Regions from separate parts of the Sus scrofa genome. Here region 2 is linked to region 1. A link is a contact called in public Hi-C data. All regions are on one chromosome and are shown on one strand. The core of a region is the stretch at or near the end of the contact, and the rest is flanking DNA. Distances in the headings are between cores, read along the strand shown. Region 1 has its middle 6.6 kb from the start of JUND. Region 2 has its middle 8.8 kb from the start of MIR23A.

Region 1 (3,103 bases), core at 446-2,945:
CCTTCCATCTCTGCCTTTCTCCCTTTACTTATCTCGCAGTCCCTATAATTCCCATTTTCCTCCCATTATTTCTACGCTCCAGCCCCCCCATTAGGAGACCCTGAGGAATCCAGTCTTGCTCAGAACCTCGGGGCCGGCCCGTTGGCCTTGAGCTACCCATTCATCAAATGGGCTTGTCTTGCGGCCTGAAGTCCTGGGCTGAGGGTAGTTAGGCAGCGGACATTCCTCCTCTCCAGCAGCAACAGCATTTCAGGGCCCGGCAGGGAAGGAGTTAATCGCGCGCCGTCCCCCTCCCCCCAAGCCCTGTATTTAATTAGCGGCCCCGCGGGGCGGTCTCGACCGGCGAGGGTGGGGGCGAGGAAGGCAGCGGGGGAGGGGGGAGCGGGGATGAGAGGGGAGCGGGGAAGGGAGGGAGGCTGAAGGGCGAAGCAAGGGAGAGGATGGGGGTGGGAAGAGGAGTTGAGGGAATAGGCGAGGCGGGGGAGAAGTGGAAGGGAGAAGAAATGCAGGGAGAGGGCCTAGAGGGGGCCGGAGGTAAGCGGGGGCGGGAGCCAACCGGGGGGTCAGGAGCCCACCGGGGATTCGAATCCCGCCTGGCTAGTGTCCCCAGCTCGTCTCTCAGGGCTCTCGGTTCCCCTCGGGGGTGGGAATCCCCGCCCAACCCCTCCCGAAGCCCGAGCTCTGCGCCCGCAGTAAATGTCGGCTCGCTCCCCATTGTCCCGAGGGCAAACTGGGGCCCAGGTAGATGTGGCGACTAACTCCGAGACTATTTATGCGGTTTTGTCTGCGTGCTGGAGAACAAAATACCAGTTCGTCCCAGCCAGGCAACCCTGCGGGCGGTCTCGGCGTGCGAGAGGGTGACCTGTGGGACCCGGGCCGACGAGCGGGGACCTGGAGCCCACAGGCGCTGGGTTGTCCCAGTTAAGCCACGCCCCTCTTGGTGCCTCAGTTTCTCCATCTCTTTGCGCAGCGTCGGGGAAACTTAGGGCGGACCCTCCCCACCACTACGCCCACGGTCTCCCACGCGACGTGGGGCGCGGGCCGGGCGGCCGGGGCATCGGGCGTCTAACCCGCTCCGCCTCGCCTTGACGTCGGCGCTGACGCCACCCGCCCCCGTCGCCACTGGGTCCGACCGCTGCGCGGGGTTAACTCTTGCGCAGCCCCTGGCCGCGCCGAGACCCCCAATTACCTCTCTTTCCTCAACCCCGGCCAGAGAAGGGGCCAGGCTGTGGGGATCTACGTGAGACAAGTCCTGGGCAGGCCTGGCTACCAGGCGAGACGGGAGGCCCCGACTAGCCTCTAGGGCCTTTGCCTGCGCCTGGAATGCGCCTCCCTCCCCATCCAAGTCCGTGTTTACTGCGACACCCCTCCCAGCGTCCTGGCCCTGACCCCTCCAGGGCTGGGCGTGTCCTTGTCCGCCTGGGTCTCCCCGCCCCAGGGCGGTGGCGGGGTGTAGGGGGGGGCGCTCGTCAGGCCCGGGCGGGGTCCTCTCAACCCAGCAATTCGCTGAGAAGATGAGAACCGTCGAAGCCTAGAAAACTTACAGGTCACCCAGAGGGGCCCCTCCAAACCTGGCCGGGCCCCAGGTACTGCGGCTCCCAGACCCCCACCCCATGCCCCGCCATTCCTGCGGCAGGGGAGGGGACCCTGCGGGCCCCGCCCTGCCCCAGGGGAAGTGAGAATGGGGGGCCCTCCCCCGCATCCTCACCACTTCCTCCCAGGGAGCGGCGGCGGCGGGGGCGGAGGAGGAGGGGCGGAGGAGGGTGGGCAATGACTCGCTGCGAGTTCTGAGGAGCGGCCTTGGGTTCCTCGGAGTGGGGGTCTCCTCGCCCATACGCCCAGGATGGGGAGAACTGGCGTTAATTTATACCACACATGTAGAGAGCCCCCCAAAACTGCTCCTTCCTTGGTGCTCCTTCCTAACCAACTCGGACTCTGCCTCCTCCCCACTCTGGGGGCCCCTCTGCCACCGCCTCCCTGCTCCCTCCGCTGCCACCTCGCCCCCATCCGATCTACTCCAGTGTATGGGCCTGGATCCTGTAGGGATGCCAATCAGGTGCCTGTTCACAAGGCTCCCACAGGCCCAAGGTCCAGCCCCTTGTCCTTTTCACCAGCCTGGCTCACACACCGCCACCCCCCACGTCTGCCTGTAGATATTCACCTGGATTCCAGCCTACCCTCCAAAGATCAGAGCCATTCTTTGCTTGGAACCTCAGTTTATTCATGCGAAAAATGGGGACAGTTGTCCCTCTTTGCGGTGCTGCTCTGGGGCTTTTAAGGAACAACGTCAAGAATGGGCTTCCATTGTGGCAGCACAGAGGCATCTGATTATTACTTCACTAAATCATCTTCATTCATTTCATTATAAATGTATCCATTGGTTCACCATCCCCCTTCCCCAATCCCACCCAGGCAGCCTGGGAAGGATGTCAGGGGCCCACAGGACCAGGACCGTGGGTGGGGACAGTCCCAAGGTCTTCAGGAGGAAGTGGGAGCTTCCACTTAACCAACCTGAAGCCTCCCCAGACAGGCCATTGTCTGCCACCACCACTGCCTCCATCTGTACCCCAAAATGGGTCAGTGTATCAAAGGTCCTTGGGAGGAATCTGGCTGATACAGGCAAAACCCACACATTACACATTGTAGGTACTCATCACCAAGGCTGGGAACATTAAAGAGCTCCTACTGTGTGCTGGGGCCCTCCCCTTGGGGACAGGAAAGCTGTGTGGGTCCATGTGTCCCCTCCTGCCCTCTGGGCCCACACGCCCCACTCTTCTTGGCTTGGGGCTTCCCTGACTTTAATGGTTTCTGGACACTGGAACATTAGCGGTCCAGGCCTGGCCCTGAGTGTCCCTGAGGAGGGAATGCCTGGGTTTTGCTCTCGTTTCATCGTTTTTTCAGTTTCCTTCTATTTATGGCAAGAGAAACTTGGTTTTCCATTCCTGGTGGTGACTCGAAGCTTCCCTTTTCAAATATATTTACTGAAGTAAAAACAGAAAAGGGATCAGTCGACTTAAAGGAAAAATTATGACATTGACCTAAAGCTGGCTTCTGTATTCCTGTGGTGGTTTCCCATCCCCCATGAGAGTCTTGTCAGCTCAGA
Region 2 (3,343 bases), core at 542-3,041, 5.8 Mb after region 1:
CAGGCTAGAAATGATGGTGGTTCAGAAATACAGTTAGTTGCCAGATTTAGCAAATAAAAATACAGGAGACCCAGTTAAATTTGATTTTCAGATCTAGAGCAAGTTAAAAAAATTTTCTTTTCCTTTAGTAAAATTATGTCCCAAATATTGCTTGGGACATACTGATACTAAATGATTCATTGTTTATCTGAAAATCAAATTTAACTGAGTGTTCTGTATTTTTTTTTTTTTCTTGCTTTTTAGGGCCGCACCCGCTGTATATGGAGGTTCCCAGGCTAGGAGTCTAATTGGAGCTACAGCTGCCAGCCACAGCCACAGCAACACAGGATCCGAGCTGTGTCTGTGACTCACACCACAGCTCACCACAACGCACGTGGGATCCACGGAGCTGAGTGAGGCCAAGGATCAAACCTTCAACCTCATGGTTCCTAGTCCTATTCATTTCAGCTGGCCATGAGGGCTACTCGGAATGTTCTGTATTTTTAACTGGCAGTACTTGAGGGTCTCCAGGATGTGTGTGTGGGGGGGGGGCTTGGGATGGGAAAATGATAATAGATAAAATGATGGAGCAAACATACTTTGAAGTGGCTACTACTATTATCTCTATTCTACAGATAGGTAAACTGAGACCCAGAGAGGGTTTTTTTGGTTTTGCTTTGTTTTGGTGTCTTGTTTATAGTTAGTGAGTGACAAACCCCCATTGGAACCTAGGCATGTTGGTTACAGTTCACTAGACATTAGAGCTGGCACCCCACTCCCTCCACGGCGGAACTTGGACGCCAGGGTTCCCTTGGTTTCTGGTGGCCCAGGTAAAGCCCTTCCTAATGCAGTAGATTCCCCAGCATCCCCCCTTGCAGCCTGGGATCTGTACCACCCCACTTGCGCCCCTCCTCCCAGGACACCGAGGCAGTGGGCGGGACGGGAGTCTGCCTGGGGGGGGGGCGGCGGCGGGAGGGGGTGCTCCTCTCCCAGGAGGCGGCTCGACCTCTCCCTCCTCCAAGCCGGGAGGATCCGCCGTCTGCTCCCGCCGGCAGGGGGAGGGGGAGGGTTATTTTTACCTCCCTCCAGGCAGCCGGGGCGACAGGAAGTGAGTGCGCGGCCCGCCAGATGTGGGGAGCCAGGCAGCTGGGAGCAGCCACAGCTGGACTGGCGGCCGGCCGGGGGCGGGGCGGGGGAGGCAGGGTGTGCAGAAGGAGGATCCCAGGCCTCAGGTCCCCCCTTTGTTCTCCGCCAACCCAGCCTCCCTTCTGAGGTCCCCCTCACCCCCATGGCTCCCCCAATCTCGGCGGTGGCCTCGCTGTCCCCCATCTGCGCACCAGGTCCCCTGTTGCTCACGAGCTCTCGGGGCCGGGCGTGGAGGGGACCAAGTTCCTCGCCCTGGGGACCCCCGGGTCCCAGCAGACTGAGGGGTGGGAGGGGGAGACTGCCCCTCGCCGGCCCCGCCTGCCACCGCCATTGTTTACCCGTCGGCTGCCTCCTAGGAAACTTAACCCGCCCGCGGTAATTTTATTTGGGAACTTCGGCCAGTTGCCATAGCAACCCCCAGTGACGTCAGAGGGGCTGGGGCCCGAAATCCCCGAGAAAAGGGGGAGATGGGATTGGGGGGAGACCCCCAGGAGGGCCCCTCCTTAACCCTGCGCCTGCCGGGTCCCGATCAGAGGGGAGAGGGCAGCCAGATGTGACACCTCTTGGGCGCCCCCATTCTGGCCCAGTGCCAAGTGAGGGTGGCCGGCCAGGCTCTGATGTCATCCGGTTCTGGGTGGGTGGTGAGTCAGTCCCCAGGTGGGGGCTGGGCCAGGCCTGGGGGCTATTCCTATCTGACTCACCCCACCAGTGCCCAGGAGCAACACCTGGACAGACCCTGCCCTGGGGATTTCAGGCACCTGACTGGGGGTCCCCACTGATCCCCTAGAACCTCTAGGTCCTTCTGAACGGTAGGTGGGTAGGCAAGGGCTTTCCTGGTGCTCCCAGCCCCAGTTTGGGGCAGTGAAATGAAAGAGTTAGTGGCAGTGAACTGGGGCTACCGCATAATGTCCTTTGCGGGATGTGGGGAGTGGCTGGTGCCCTCCCGAGGAGGCAGGTGGTGGGATCTCTGCTCAGTCCATAACACAGCATGTCACCAGGGTGATGGGAGGCAGGGGCCCTGACTGGCAAGGAAGAGCACAGCGCCAGCCGGGGGCTGGGCTGGGAGGAGCCACCCTAACCACAGTGACGTGGGACTTCCTCGGCAGGGCCTGTTTGATGTCTCTGTGTGCAGTGTTGCCATGGGGCCCGGCGGGCGCCCGGCCTATGAGCCCTGGTGACCTACAGGGCAACTGGGTCTGTCAGGGTCCCTTAACCTAGCTTCCCCACCCCAGGTCTGTGTGGTGATAAACCTGCTGTACCCACATGTACATGCTTATCCAGCCTCTACTCGGCCTCAGGCCCTGGGCCAGGACATTGCACATCTCATCTCAGAATCTCGTAATAGCTACACAAGGCACATTTTCAGGTCCATTTTACAGAGAAAGAAACCGAAGCTCAGAGGGGTGTGACCATTTAGCCAAAGACATCCAGCAAGAAGTTGGGGAGCAAAAATTTGAAACTCGGTTCTTCCATGCTGCTCCTTCCCCCCTCCATCGTATTGGTCTCCTTGATGCTTCTCAGATATTCCAGAAATGTCCTGCCTCAGGGCCTTTGCACTGGCCGTTCCCTCTCCACCTGGAACTCCTTCCTCCAGAAGAAGATGTGGCTTGGTTTCTCCTTCATCTCCTATAAGTCTATGTTCAAATGTCACCCCTTCCTCAGGGTAGCCTTTCTTGACCTGGCCCCTACCCCATTACCCCTCATCTCCTTGGCCTCTTTCTATTCTATTCCCACAACACGTACCACTCAACAAGCTCTATAGGCTATATATCTTTATAGCTGTTTACTGTGTGTATTTCCCCCATTGATGTGGGCCCCATGAGGGCTTTTTTTTTTCTGGCTTGTTCTCTGCTGCATCTCCAGTGTCCAGAACAGCACCTGGCACACAGCAGGCACTCGATGAACATTTGAAGAATGAACAAATGGGTGTGTGTGTGTGTGTGTGTGTGTGTGTGTGTGTATGGCCTGTGCCACTTGACCGCTTGGCCTGGCTTCACCCTGGCCCTGTCTTCTCACCCCTCCCCGCCATTACAAAGAATCAGTTGGCCAGTTTGGAGAGCTCTGATCCCTCTTGGCTGCTGTCCCTGGGTATATTGGCCAGCTCAGGACCAGGGTGTGTGGGGGCAAATTTTGGGGATCCAGATGGAGGGCCAAGAGCACCAGGAGGACCCTCCAGGCTTGGGCTGAGGAATGCTAAGTGAACTGAGGTGGTCCAAGC

The links. A called contact is a pair of places that touch in the nucleus more often than the background predicts.
Region 2: a contact with region 1 is called in a Hi-C map of subcutaneous adipose tissue, with 1.9 times the contacts expected there. The contact joins two enhancer-like sites. A contact is called at or near these places in 2 of 47 Hi-C or Micro-C datasets (mesenteric adipose tissue and subcutaneous adipose tissue).

Annotation. Positions count from the first base shown.
Region 1 is chr2:59,522,851-59,525,953 of Sscrofa11.1, forward strand. No RefSeq gene overlaps it. Among named protein-coding and RNA genes, the nearest start is that of JUND, 6.6 kb to the right of the region's middle. Within about 2 kb of position 1,696, at least 78 of the 83 cell types and tissues checked have an H3K27ac peak or open chromatin away from gene starts, as enhancers often do. A contact at or near this core is called in mesenteric adipose tissue and subcutaneous adipose tissue, where this site is marked.
Region 2 is chr2:65,297,695-65,301,037 of Sscrofa11.1, forward strand. No RefSeq gene overlaps it. Among named protein-coding and RNA genes, the nearest start is that of MIR23A, 8.8 kb to the right of the region's middle. Within about 2 kb of position 1,792, at least 66 of the 83 cell types and tissues checked have an H3K27ac peak or open chromatin away from gene starts, as enhancers often do. A contact at or near this core is called in mesenteric adipose tissue and subcutaneous adipose tissue, where this site is marked.